Linked DNA regions of Ovis aries: region 2 is linked to region 1. The links are chromatin contacts, called in public Hi-C maps. All regions are on one chromosome and are shown on one strand. The core of a region is the stretch at or near the end of the contact, and the rest is flanking DNA. Distances in the headings are between cores, read along the strand shown. Region 1 holds the start of CD24 (CD24 molecule). Region 2 overlaps RTN4IP1 (reticulon 4 interacting protein 1).

Region 1 (6,514 bases), core at 436-2,935:
GGCACAAGCCCATTCAGTCACAGACAGGCTACTGTGGATTCCATTTCTACTCTGCTCCCATAAAACAAACCTTGTTTAACTAGGCTGTTCTGCAAAAGTACCAGTTAAATACATTTACAGCCATACTGCTTCCCGGTGGCTCAGCCATAAAGAATCTGCCTGCCAAGCAGGAGATGCGGTTTCATCCCTGGGTCGGGAAGATCCCCTGGAGGTGGAATGGGCAACCCACCTAAGTATTCTTGCCAGAAAATCCCATGGACAGAGGAGCCTGGCGAGCTACAGTCCATGGGGTTGCAAAGAGTCGGACAGCACTGAGCCACTAACCAACAATAGCTTTACTGTGTTTGGACTCTGCTTCCAAGACCGGAAAACAGTCGGGCAAACTTTAAATAAAAAAGATTAAGTAACGTAATTACAAATTAAAATTTAAAACGTCCACCAGTAAAATAGTTTCTACTTTTCACTGTATGCCTGAAAGTTTTCACAGTAGGATGGTTGGAAAATATATTCTACTCAAATCTGCAGAATAAGGACTAATTTCCTACAGGCGCCAGTTCATTAAACTGCCTAATGGCAGCTGTGGAAAAGTAATAGCCTTATCCCCAAAGCTTTTGCTCTTTAAACAGATAACAACGAGCAAGTGCGTTGCAACAGAGGCCAAAAAAGCCTGTCCCCAGGAATTCCACTGGGGCAGCGAATTCTAGAGGGACCGCCAGGGAGGTTCCCGCTCCCTGGGTGGGACCTAGTAGCAAAGCCACGTGGGGAGGGCTGAAGGGGCCTTTAGGGCTGGGGAGGGGGACCATCCGTCAGGGCAGGTCACGGTCTCTTCGCCCCTGTCCGCCAGCGGCGGCAGGGAGGAGCGCCGAGAACCAAAACTCAGTTGTCGCCAGTGTCGGGGCAGCGAGTCTGCCCCCGGTGGGCGGCTCCCCACCTCTCGGGAGGATGCGGACGTGGGATGCCCCAGGGAACCCTCACAGCCCGGCGAGCACCAGGAGCTCCAAAAACAAAGCGAGTGGCGGGGGGGGAAGGGAGGGCGCGACCAGCCAGGGGCAGAGCACACGCGGTGCTCCGAGCGCGGGCGCCGCCTGCGAGCCCGACCCGCCAGCCTGGGAAGGGCGCGCGCCTGCCGGCGCCCGGTGCCCCTTGCCAGGTCCGGGACACCCACAAAGCGCGAAAATTCCCCTTTCCTACGGGGCGGAGATTTGAGAAAACCCAAGTCGGGGTCCGCGCAGCAGCTAGAGCCGGGACTGGAGGCCGCGCGTTGCGCGGGAGGCTGAAGACTTTTCTTTTGGGGGGATAAGATGGCAGGTCCGGGAAAACAAAGGAAACTTGGGCACGGGCCTGGGAGCGGAGTGTGCGGCTCACGAGTTCGCCCCGGGTCCTGTGTGGGAGTCACTGGGCGGCCTGCGCCAGCCTGCACACTGCCCGCCCGGGGAAAACATAAAGCATCCCTCCGGGAGCCGGCGGCGCCGGCCGCCCACCTGCCGCCCCGGGGTCTCCGGGCCGGCGGAGGGAGAGGGCGCTGCGAACCCAGCGGGGGCCGGGAGGCAGAGAGGAGGGGAGGCGGCCGGCGGGCGCGCGCTGGGGGCGGCGGTGGAGGAGGGGAGCGCGGGTGGGCGGGCGGCGCCACGTCACGGCTATTGTGGCTGGCCCGGTATATAAGGTCCCGCCCGCCGGCCGCGCTCCCCACCTTGCCTGCACCCCGCCAGCGGTCCTTCGGCACCCTGCAATCCAGCGAGACGCGCTGCGCACCGACGGAGCGGACATGGGGAGAGCGATCGTAGCCAGGCTCGGACTGGGGCTGCTGCTTCTGGCGCTGCTCTTACCTACGCAGGTGAGGTCCTGGCGCCCGGCGAGGCTCAGGGGCTCAGGGGCCGCGCCCGAGGCGGGTGGGACCGCCCCCAGGGAACGGTCTGCGCCCCCACCTTCGGTTGTGGATCCGAACTAGGAGAGAGAATCTAGTACAATCTGATCTGGGGCGAGAGGGGGCGGCAATTTGGAGCCCACTTTCCACTTCCTGGCAGGCTGTCCCCACCCTTTCGGCAGCCCCGAGAACAAAGCACCTCCACGCGTGGGCTAGGAGGACCTTGCCCCACCCCAGGTTTCGCACAGCCCTTCACAGGCTGCCTGACGCCCACCGCCCGCTTTCACGCAGAGCGGGAGAAAATGCGCCCCCCACCCCTGGAGCACCCAGAGACCTCAGGCCCTTTGGGGAGGTCGTCCCCGGATCCCACGAGCGCCCCGCTTCCCTGTACGAGTGTCTTCGCGTCCCCTAGCGCATCACACAAAGAGAGAAGAAGATCCCCCTCGGGGGGCGCAGCTCTCGCCCATCCTCCACTCAGAGCTAGTTCGTGGATCCCGAGCAAGCCCCATTCACTGACCCTGTTAACCCACCTCAGTCCCGCGTGTTCGGGGCTGAAGTCTAGGGGGGACCCTCTCCTGACCCTGTGCTCTCCTGGGCACGACCTTACAGGTCACCAACGGAACCCTCTGTTAGCCAGATTGGCTCTCTCTGGACAGGCGGCCGATGGGACATTTGGGTCCCGAGTCCCCGCCAGGCTTTGTCCCTGTCCCCGCGGCCTCCTCAGATCCTCTGTCCCGGGAACACGTCTTGCCCACGGTGTCGGGCGGGTGGGTGCGCGGCGGCCGCGAGGGAGGCCAGCGGCGGCTGAGCCTGAGAGACCGAAGGTGGGGGGCGCTGGGAGGGCAAGAAGGGGCATTTGTCTCCGGTAGCTTGGACTTGGAGGGTAGGTAGGGGTGCCCCAGCGGTGGGGTCTCCATCGCCTTCCGTTGGGGCTTTCTGAGGAGGGTCCCCTGGGCACTTCTTCCGAAAAAGTTGGGTGCGCCAGGTCCCCAGACATCCAGCCGCCGGGCTTACCTGGGAGCGCAGCCTGAGAGAGGAGCGCTCCTCGTCTTCCGCTCCGCGGACCGGGTAACTGTACCCTATTGTTTTGCGGGTCGGCTGCTCTCCCGAGCCTTTCTCGATTCCTCGGTGGGGGAGGGGCGTGGCCACTGGAAAAGCTGGTCTCTCCCACCCCGCCTCGTCTCCTTTCCCAGCCAGATTCAGTCCCATACCCCTAAATTTCAGAGGGTTTGAGGTTAAGCAAATAAATCTTTGGTAGCTTAGTAGGGAAATTTATGTTTACTGTCAATTTCATATATTAACATAGTTTTTTTCGTTGGTGTAGAGGACCCTTTGATTCTCCTATGGATGCACTGGGCTCAGGTTTGTTTTTTTTTTAAACTCACCTGATGCACCAAGGCTTTGTTGGATAAGAGATTACCTTCAGGGATCCCAAATCAGGTCTTGCCCCCAAATAAGGAGCCCTGTTTTATATTGTTCCCTATATTATTAATGCTTTCCTTTTACTGGGAGTGCTTTTCTTCTTGGTAGCATACTCTTTTGGGTAGGTGCCAAATATATTTGATTTTATTGAGATTTTTAAAATTAGTCTATTTTAGATAGGCTTTATAAAATTTCTAGTCGATGTTTGCTGAATGTCCTTATGGGTTTTACAACAAAAGAAGCTGGGTTTTCTATGGATTTACAACAAAGGATAACATGGTTTTATCTTTGAATTAATAGGTAGCCAAACATACATGTGGCCCAGACCTGCTTGGTGCCAGGTTCTTGTCCCGGCTGTAATCAGAAGCCCTTTAAAACCCTCTCTTGCAGTGAGAGCTGAAATCTCCCATCTGCCTTTGTTCCCTGACAAAGGAGAGATTACCATGTGCCCTGCTGGACTGTGCATTTTATGACTTGAAAAATAGTGTGGTGAATGATGCCACTCAGGCACTGGGGTGCTGGGGGACCTTGGTCCTTGGCCACAGTGCTGGGCTTAGTGACCAGGCAGGAGGGCTGCTGCTTGTGAAAACAACATCAAACCTTCTCATCTGTTGTGAAGTCATTCCGACTTTATGATGCTTTGGGTGAGATCATTTTGCCTTAAGGCAGAGGCTCGTTATATTTTTCAACTTAAGACAAATATTGTGGCCATTTTTGAGAAGGGCTGTATATGATTTCCAGACTTCAAAGGAGCAGATAAGATACCCAGGGCCCCTTAAGTTTAATGCAAAGTTGTACTAAACAGGTAGGTGAAAGTTACCCAGCGAATTCATGAAGACATTCAATTCTCAAAACATATGTCTCGAATTACCGTGTTTTAAAATCCAAATTATTAGTGCAACTTTAAAATCTCCCCCTTCTTGAGAAAGTAGAAGAAGCCTATTTGTAACACCAGTAAGTCAGTATAATCACAGAAAGTGGGTTAGGTACCTTGGTTCCTTATTACTTAATAAAGAATTAAGGGTCAAGTCATACACTTGGAGTTACATAGTTACTGAAGAACATTTTTGTTTGCTTTTTTTAGTTACTGTTACTTGCAGTCATTAGTCATCACTAGGTAGTTGTTTCTGAAACTGAAGGATCTTGGTGGGACTAAGAAATTCAGAATGAAATGATGTGGGTAAGGGAATAACGGGAAAAAACCTCAGACTGTATCATCTATCTTAATGGCATATTAAATGTATGTGGAGAGACAACTGTAATGTGGAAATTGATCAGTGTGACTTCTTATATATTTTAGACTTACTCAAATCAAACAACCGTTGTAACACCTTCAAGTAACTCCTCCCAGACTACCTCACCTGCCCCTCATCCAGCCAATGCCACCACCAAGGCAAGCGATGGTACTCTGCAGTCAACAGCCAGTCTCTTTGTGATCTCGGTCTCCCTTCTACATCTCTACTGTTAAGAGACTCAGGCGAAGAAACATCTGTACTTCACCATCTTCTAAATCCAGTTCAAATGGCATCTATACATCCTGTGTGACAAAGGAAAAAAAAAAAGAAAAAGAAATCTTCATTGAATAAATCTGCTAACTCCACACCTTATTTAATTGACAGAAATTATTGAGGATCCCAAATTTGTTTGAAGAGCATGTGAAGGGTTTGACTAGATGATGAATGCCAATATTAAATCTGCTGGAGTTACCTGTTCAAGATGAAGAGAGACAACATCCAAAATTAGTTGAGATGATTTCCTTAAATGTGGCTTAAGAAGTATGGACACATAAAGCTCTACCTTGAAAATGAGAATAGATTTTATCTTACATAGAGATAAAGAATGGGCTGTGGAACAGATTCAGTTTGCATTTGGTTCGTTAAATTTATAAGGCCATAAAACAATTAGGTAAAACAGAAAGCTTTTGTGATTCTATCTGTATGTACATTAGCAGGAACTTCCAGGAGTTACTGTAAATTCTCAAAGTGTTGTTTCAGCAGTACTAATTTAATGCTGACATATGATAGATAAAATTTTATGTTAAGCTATCAACTGTTCTCTTGGGAACTGAACTTTTCCTCTGGGGCTTTGGGCTGACATTGCATTTGACTTTTTATACAGTGCCAGGGCAAAGATGGATTAATCTACCCCAAATTCAAGCATAATGAATACATTTTGCTTACGTACTATTCCTATTCAAAAAGAACACTAGATTCATTTGAACAGATAACAAAGAATAGAATTACATTGCTGTTAATGAATTTCAAAATATTTTTTATTTCTGCATACATTGAATAACTTTTACAGTTTAAAAAATGATCTGTTTCGAAGGTAAAATTGACAAATTTTGAAATGAAAAAGGCTAATATGTGAAGGAGCCAAACTGTAAATCAAATATTTGTGAAGTCAATACTGGAGCTTGCTTACATTGAATTTAGAAAAACTTTTATACTCTTTTCTGTAAATACTTCTTTTTAAACTGAATCAGAGTAGCCACATTTGGAACACTTTTTGTTATCATTTGATATTTTTAGATAGTTAGAACCTGGTCCTAAGCCTAAAATGGGCTTGATTTTGGAAAGTAAATCTTTTCACAACTGCCTTGATGCACAGCAACCTTTTTAAAAATAGACACTCCCTAAAGTCTTTTGTTCACATGGTCACACACTGATGCTTAGATATTCCAGAATCTAATATGGCCACAGTAGTTTTGAAAACCAAAGTCATTTTTTTTCCCATCTTTAGAAACCAACACTGGAATAAACATCCAACAGATCTCAAGCTACTGTGTGTGTGAATGAACATTCCCTTTTGTTTCACACCTGAATGCTGTATATCTGTTTTGGATTGTATATTGTGTTTGTGTATTTATGCTTTGATTCATAGTAACTTTTCATGTTATGAAATTGATTTGCATTAAACACAAACTGTAAATAAAAAGAGATGGCTGAAAGAGCAATCCATTGAATTATAAGTTTTTCCCAATGCCTGGAATACTTTGTGAGTTTGTCATGGTTGTATGAGTATTTAAACCACTAGGGACATACCTCAATATTTTCCTATTAAACAGAACATTACAGTTAAGCTGTTTTGCACTGGCAACTAGCAACATGTCTTGATAAAACAATTCATCTAAAAGCTGACATCTTTCAGGCTTTAAGTGGGCATCCCTTACTCAGCAACTATTGAATGCCAGCTATGTGTCAGGATACTGAAGTTTTGATTGAACGC
Region 2 (7,192 bases), core at 2,981-5,480, 320 kb after region 1:
AGTTCCAGAAAACATCTATTTCTGCCTTATTGACTATGCCAAAGCTTTGATTGAGTGGATCACAACAAACTGTGGAAAATTCTGAGATGGGAATACCAGACCACCTGACCTGCCTCTTGAGAAACCTATATGCAGGTCAGTAAGCAACAGTTAGAACTGGACATGGAACAACAGACTAGTTCCAAATAGGGAAAGGAATATGTCAAGGCTGTATATTGTCACCCTGCTAATTTAACTTATATGCAGAGTACATCATGAGAAATTCTGGGCTGGATGAAGCACAAGCTGGAATTAAGATTGCTGGAAGAGATCAATAACCTCAGATATGCAGATGACACCACCCTTATGGCAGAAAATGAAGAAGAACCTTTGATGAAAGTGAAAGAGGAGAGTGGAAACTGTTGGTTTAAAGCTCAGCATTCAGAAAACTAAGATCATGGCGTCTGGTCCCATCACTTCATGGCAAATAGGTAGGGAAACGGTGAAAACAGTGACAGACTTTATTTTGGGGGGCTCCAAAATCACTACAGATGGTGACTGCAGCCATGAAATTAAAAGACACTTACTCTTTGGAAGGAAATTATGACCAACCTAGATAGCATATTAAAAAGCAGAGATGTTACTTTGCCAACAAAGGTCTGTCTAGTCGAGGCTATGGTTTTTCCATAAGTCATGTATGGATGTGAGAGTTTGACTGTAAAGAAAGCTGAGCACCAAAGAGTTGATTCTTTTGAACTGTGGTGTTGAAGAAGGCTCTTGGGAGTCCGTTGAACTGCAAGGAGATCTAATCAGTCCATCCTAAAGGAGATTGGTCTTGAGTGTCTATTGGAAGGACTGATGTTGAAGCTGAAACTCCAATACTTTGGCCACCTGATGCAAAGAGCTGACTCATTTGAAAAGACTCCTATTCTGGGAAAGATTGAAGGCAAGAGGATAAGGGGACAACAGAGGATGAGATGGTTGGATGGTATCACCGAGTCAATGGACATGAGTTTGAGTAAAGTTGGGAGTTGGTGATGGACGGAGGCCTGGCATGCTAGGGTCCATAGGGTTGCAAAGAATCAGACAAGACTGAGCAGCTGAACTGAACTGAGGTGAACTGATCACAAACAAAATTGGAAAAGTTTTGGAAAAGTTTTAAGCTAAGAGAATGTGCATATTCATGTAGTGACTTGGCCTTGGAAGCCCTGATTGAGTACGATCACAAGAGCCAGAAAAGGTCGATATCATCATTCCTTCAGTTCAGTCGCTCAGTCATGACCTACTTTTGTGACCCCATGGACTGCAGCATGCCAGGCTTCCCTGTCCATCACCAACTCCCGGAGCATGCTCAAACTCATGTCCATTGTGTCACTGATGCCATCCAGCCATCTCATCCTGTGGTAGTTAAGCTCTTTGGGCTAATCTTTATCACTGAAACAACTGGGAGTCTTTACCTATGACATTGTAAACAACAACAGCAGTTGACATTATCTTTGCTGTTATTCCATGGGATTCCCCTGGTGGCTCAGGTGATAAAGCGTCTGCCCAGAATGGGGGAGACCCAGGTTCAATCCCTGTGTTGGGAAGATCCCCTGGAGAAGGAAATGGCAACCCACTCCAGTATTCTTGCCTAGAAAATTGCAGGGGTGGAGGAGCCTGGTGGGCTACAGTCCATGGGATCGCAAAGAGTAGGACAGGACTGAGAAACTTCACTTTCACTTTCTTGCTGCTGTTACCTTTCTTGCCTGATAAGAGTTATTTCTGTATTCTTTTGTTCCCTTGAAAGTGAAAGTGTTAGTCACTCAGTGGTGTCTGATTCTTTGCAACCCCATGGACTCCTGTCCATGGAATTCTCCAGGCAAGAATATTGGAGTGGGTTGCCGTTTCCTTCTCCAGGGGATCTTCCTGACCCAGGGCTTGAACCTGGTAATTACTGAGACCCGTTTGCTCTCTGTATGTCTGTTTCGATTTTTACACCTGGGCACTTTTGTGCTACCTTTCCAGAGTAGAGAAAATGTTCTAGGACAAATATATGTGCTACATGTAGTAAAATGAGAAAACTCCGCAAGGCCAGTTTTTTCTGGCTCCCCACTTCATCTGGTTCTGGAGATCAGATGCTGTTTTCCCCTGGGCACAGGGTGCAAACCTCTACCGAGGGTCTTGTGGCCAGCTTCATTGAAGAAGGTCAGAGAGTCCTTCCCGCATTTGCTATTTCTCACATTCCTTCAGCGTAAAATATTCAATCTGCCAAGGTGCTGTGTTTGGGGGCGGCATGTCCTGAACCCTGTGAGTTCCAGGGAAGATCCTCCTCTCAACCATTCTCGTGGCGCCACCCCAAACGATCCTTCCCTCCATCTTACTCCTTCTGTTTGGCACCAGATGGAAGGAATCAATGTCTTGGGACGGTTCCCAATGCCTGTCCTGTTTGGGGAGCTGTGTTCCCAGTACACACATTTGAAATTCTGAATACACGTCTCATAGAACCATTGTTATGAGGTTTTTGGTCCATTATGGGGTTAACTAAACCTTTTTAAAGGGCTACCCTGGGCATCTTGCCAAGATGTATAAGTAGCTTTGTTTTCATGGGAAAATGTGTTTAAAGTTCCAAACAGCTAATTTACACATGAACTCTTCTGTAAGTTGGGGAATGTCTGCATGAATTAGGGAGGCTTGGAAGGAGGGGACACACAAACCCAGACTGTCTTGGTCGTGCTTGGTTGATTTGTTTTGTAGCTCTTTTTTCCTTATTCAAGTTGTTTCTCACTTACTTAAGGGAATAAATTTAGCATATTATGATACGCTTTCTTTCACCCATTTGCCCCCGCCCCCCAGATTTAAGAGTTCTGGGTCAAACTAAAAAGAGTTTATGTGTTTTCAGTCTCATCCTTATTTTTTTAAAGACCTCTTGTTTCTACGGATGGAAGATTTAGCCATATTTAAATCAGCTCTGTTTCCGAGCCATTAGGATTTAATGAAGGGTACTCTGCTCTCGTGATGTGACTTTTATTTTTATTTGCATTATGACAAGTATGTGGTCTGGGGAGAGCAGTCGTGACGATCATATAGTTCTCTGTTAGAAAGGTGAAGAAACTAAATATAAGCTTAACTTAGATTGAAAATGCCAGTTCTTATTCATTAACTCCTGGAGTACACCTCTGTGATTATCGTTCACTGCAGATGCATCTGAGGCCTAGAGATTCAGTTAATGAGAGCATGGGGACTTGACCCCGGGTCTCTAGATACCCCACCCTGGCATTTGAAGACTTCTGGGGCTTAGGCCAGAATATAGAAATTTGAAAGGCAATTCCCTACTTCTGGATCGCCTGCTGTTTTGTAGTGTGTTTCATGTATTTTTTATTTGTAAGGCAATTAGGGTGTGGATGCCATGTCTTGTAAGGTTGTGATACTGAAAATGTGACTGTAGAGGCCTTAGGTGCCCAGATGCTGAATAGAGTGACTCGGTCACGTAAAGAAGTTGGCATTGCCTTAGTGCCTCAACGTATGTTTAGGGAGGGCAGAAAGATGGGCAGAAATGACAGAGGAAAATGAGAATCTAGGGTTTAAAGTGCATTAGAAGCTTAATAATTATTCATATTTTCTTCCCCCATATTTTTATATTTGCCACAGTTCAGTTCCCACTGACTTCAAAAGAAGCTGGGCAAATGGACTTAGTAAGAGAGGAATGTGATTGAAATTATTGGCAATTTTGAATTGTAGTGCTTTTTGCAAAGAGTATATTTCCTGGGTACTTGCTGCTTATAAACCAACAAGCAATACAAGCACACTTTTCTTTACCATGACAAATGGGCTTCTGCTTCAGTGAAGTCTGAATGTATCTTGTGGCTGTTACTGCAGCTGAAGTCTCAGTGTTCTGGTGACTATTACTGCAGCTGGGTAGAAAGTACTCCCACTCTATAGCACTGAAGTGAAGGGCTGCTGGGGATAAGGGACAGCAGGATTTTCCCTTTTTATTGAAAGTGCTTTGAAGAGTACAAGAAGAGTTTGTTCAGTTGTAGGGCTTCAAACCACAGAGTACTAGCTGACTTACTGTTGGCTTGAAAATAAATTTGCCTGCTTTCCAATCTGAGGACTTTCCTTGTTTAAAGAAAAGTACAGGCCCTGGTTCAGCCTGCACAAAACATGGAGCTAGCAGGACCAGAGAATGGTGTGTCCCCAGGCCGCTTCACACAGAGACCATTGGTCTGTAGCAATTGGGCTTGTTCTTTGCCTGTTCTGCGCTCACGGGCGCCATCAAGTGGCAGTATCAGGAACTGAAGCTGCTAACGCAGAACCACACCCTCTTCCACCAAGCACCACTGAGAAACACGGTTTTGCTTTTTTATATGGAGGAGTGAGACTGTTTTGGATTAAGAGGTATGGGGGGGGGGGGGGGGGGGAAGCTATGATCTAAGAGCAGTGAGGCTGGAGATGTGTCCGGCCATTGGTTCCCTGAGCAGCCATTGTATTTGTGTGTGTGTGTGTGTAAAAGTCGCTCAGTCGTGTCCCAACTCTTTGTGACCCCATGGCCTCTACGGTCTGTGGAATTCTCCAGGCCAGAATACTGGAGTGGGTAGCCTTTTCCTTCTCCAGGGGATCTTCCCAACCCAGGGATCGAACCCAGGTGTCCAGCATTGCAGGCAGATTCTTCACCGACTGAACCACAAGGGAAGCCATTGTACTTGGTATCCTCTTAATCCAGCATTCTTAGGGCGAGAACTAGAAATTCATTTCAAGCTTTTCTTTATTGGAAGAAACTTTAATGCAATTTTTCAAATAGCCAGGTGACTCCCACATTTAGGGTAGTAGCAGTTGTTGTTAATTGTCAGATATAATGCTGATTTAAATGATTTTTTAAAAATAATTTATATTTTTATTTTTGGCTGTGTTGGGTTTTCATGGCTGAGCGCGGGCTTTCTCTAGTTGTGGAGAGTGGAGGCTACTCTAGTTGCAATTCACAAGCTTCTCACTGTGGAGCACAGGCTCAGTAGCTATGGCACACAGGCTTAATTGCCCCATGATATGTGGAATCTTCCTGGACCAGGGATTGAACCTGTGTCCCCTGCGTTGGCAGGCAGATTGTTAACCTCTGGACCACCAGGGAAGTCCGATGATTTTAAAGTCAAGTAACATGGATCAGGCATCTGCTATACCGAGGGTAGTACGGCTAGTGCTGGGCATATATAAGTCTCTGTCCTTGAGGCTTGCAGAATGGCTTGGGTAGCAAGCATATGAATGAAAGTTAAGAGATGCCACGCGCAGCGTGGACATCAGGCTCAGGGCTATCTCTGAGGTATTGTTCACAAACTGTGAGCCTTTGCAGATAGGGAGATCTCAGTAGGCAGTGAAGGCATTTGAGAGCCTGAGACCTGGGCCAGCATGCATGGGACTTGGGGTACAGGCAAGGGGACCAGGGAGGCTCAGGTGGAGAGTCTGTTGTAGAAGTAGTTGAGAGGAAATCAGAGTTGCAAAAAGATAAGATTGTGAAGAACTTAAATGAGAGTTTGACCAAACTTATATTTCCAAAATGAGAGGGTAAAATATTCCATGGATGAACTAATTGTTGGATGTATCTGTGAAGCAGTCTCCCCCCCCCCCCCACCATTTAGGAAGCATTAAGGCTATTAAATGTGTGAATTGAAGGATTTTTGGAAGAGTGTATCTTTAAATTTTTTTTATTCTTTACAATTTATAATTCTGTGAAATTAAAAGTAACTCTTCTAAAAGGAGTATCGTTTCCAAAGAGACTTGTCTTAATTACATTCGATGGTGTTAGTTTCAAAAGGAGTAGCTGAATGAAAAATATTACCAGTAACTTCTAAGATCCAAAGGGTGACAGTCAGCCTTCTGTGATTTGGGTAAGAGAGAAAAAAATAAAAGTAGAGTTAAGATTATAAACACAATGTCTGTTCCAAGATCGGGTGTCCCTGCTTGAGGTAGGTGACAGAGTTCCCTGCGCTTTCCAACAGCTGAGTCAAAGAGGGACCCACAGCCTGCAGTTACAACTTAGTCTTCAGAAAAAAAAATTTTTTTTTTCCAGTGTGCACTCCATATGGCACTCCACAATTCTCATGAATTCTCTCAACAGTATCCCCTTAGCTAATGCAGTATCAGATATCAAATAGTAACTTTTTGTAATGTCTCTCAGCCTAGACTGGTAACAGAACACCAAAGTGCAATTCATTACAGTTTTCTGAGGACTTGAATCTCTGTAGTCAGAGGAAGGGAGTTCACTGGAGCTCTAGCTTAATTCAAAAATGAAATGTAAGAATATGTAAAGCAGTGATTCTTTACTAGTGAGTCTCTTTTGAATCATACCTTCTTTGGGAACTTGGTGATAAGTCTGATGGATCCCCCTTCTCCCCAATGCACTTAGGCGTGGTCTTACCAAACTTTGCATGTTATTTGAGTCAGTTCACAGTTTCAGGGGGTTCACACCCTCACAGCCCTCAGCGGCACTCATCCACAAACCCCAGGCTGCACACCCTTGATCTGGAGAGGCAGGAAGACTACACACAGTAAGCAAACACGGTGAAAACCTGGAGCACAAGCATGTTTGCACTGATAAAACAGATTCATCCGCTTTAACAAGAAACCAAACTGAAGATAAGATTGGTTTCCCTTTATGAAAGCTGGTGAGCGTGATGGGACTTGTCTGAACAAAAGACGTTTATTCCACTTTGGCAAGAATGTGGTCAGGAATGTGATTTTTCTTAGAGAGCAACTGAATATTCTGTAGCACACTGAAAAGGATCCCAAAGCTTGCTCTTAGAAAGAAAGCTATAGTAATTTAAGCCTAGAAAAATTATAAGGCAAATGTTACCAACAACCATCTGAGCTACTTTAAAAATACAAATCGTTGGTGTATTTGATATTTTGTATTCTTGGTAAAGAGTTCATAGTATGTCTAACTTTAAGCATTTATGGATTCTTGGTGAACCTGATAAATAAAAATCTTGTGTAATAGAATCTTGGGAAGCTGAATGTTTGCTTTGGGGATTATCTTTGAGCCAGTTACATGTTGAAAACATCTTGTTTGTTTATTCAGTTATGTTGGCTTAGTATCTTCATGATAGTTTCTTTTGTGTTGCAGTGTTTTAATCCTGGGCGCTTCAGGTGGAGTTGGTACTTTTGCTATACAGGTAAGACAATTTATCTTTTGACTAGGAAGATTATTATTTTCATAAATTAAAAAATTTATATTTTGTGGATT

The links. A called contact is a pair of places that touch in the nucleus more often than the background predicts.
Region 2: a contact with region 1 is called in a Hi-C map of skin fibroblasts, with 3 times the contacts expected there. The contact joins the enhancer-like site here to the promoter of CD24 in region 1. A contact is called at or near these places in 12 of 16 Hi-C or Micro-C datasets (blood, hypothalamus, liver and 5 more).

What each region holds. Positions count from the first base shown.
Region 1 is chr8:30,321,112-30,327,625 of ARS-UI_Ramb_v3.0, forward strand. It overlaps CD24 (CD24 molecule), which reads left to right and starts at 1,686. Exons shown (of 2, transcript XM_004011234.6): 1 at 1,686-1,834; 2 at 4,587-6,242. The coding sequence starts at 1,766. The coding sequence ends at 4,754.
Region 2 is chr8:30,642,036-30,649,227 of ARS-UI_Ramb_v3.0, forward strand. RTN4IP1 (reticulon 4 interacting protein 1) reads left to right here. Exons shown (of 9, transcript XM_060419528.1): 5 at 7,073-7,121. Among named protein-coding and RNA genes, the nearest start is that of QRSL1, 25 kb to the left of the region's middle. Within about 2 kb of position 4,231, at least 4 of the 54 cell types and tissues checked have an H3K27ac peak or open chromatin away from gene starts, as enhancers often do.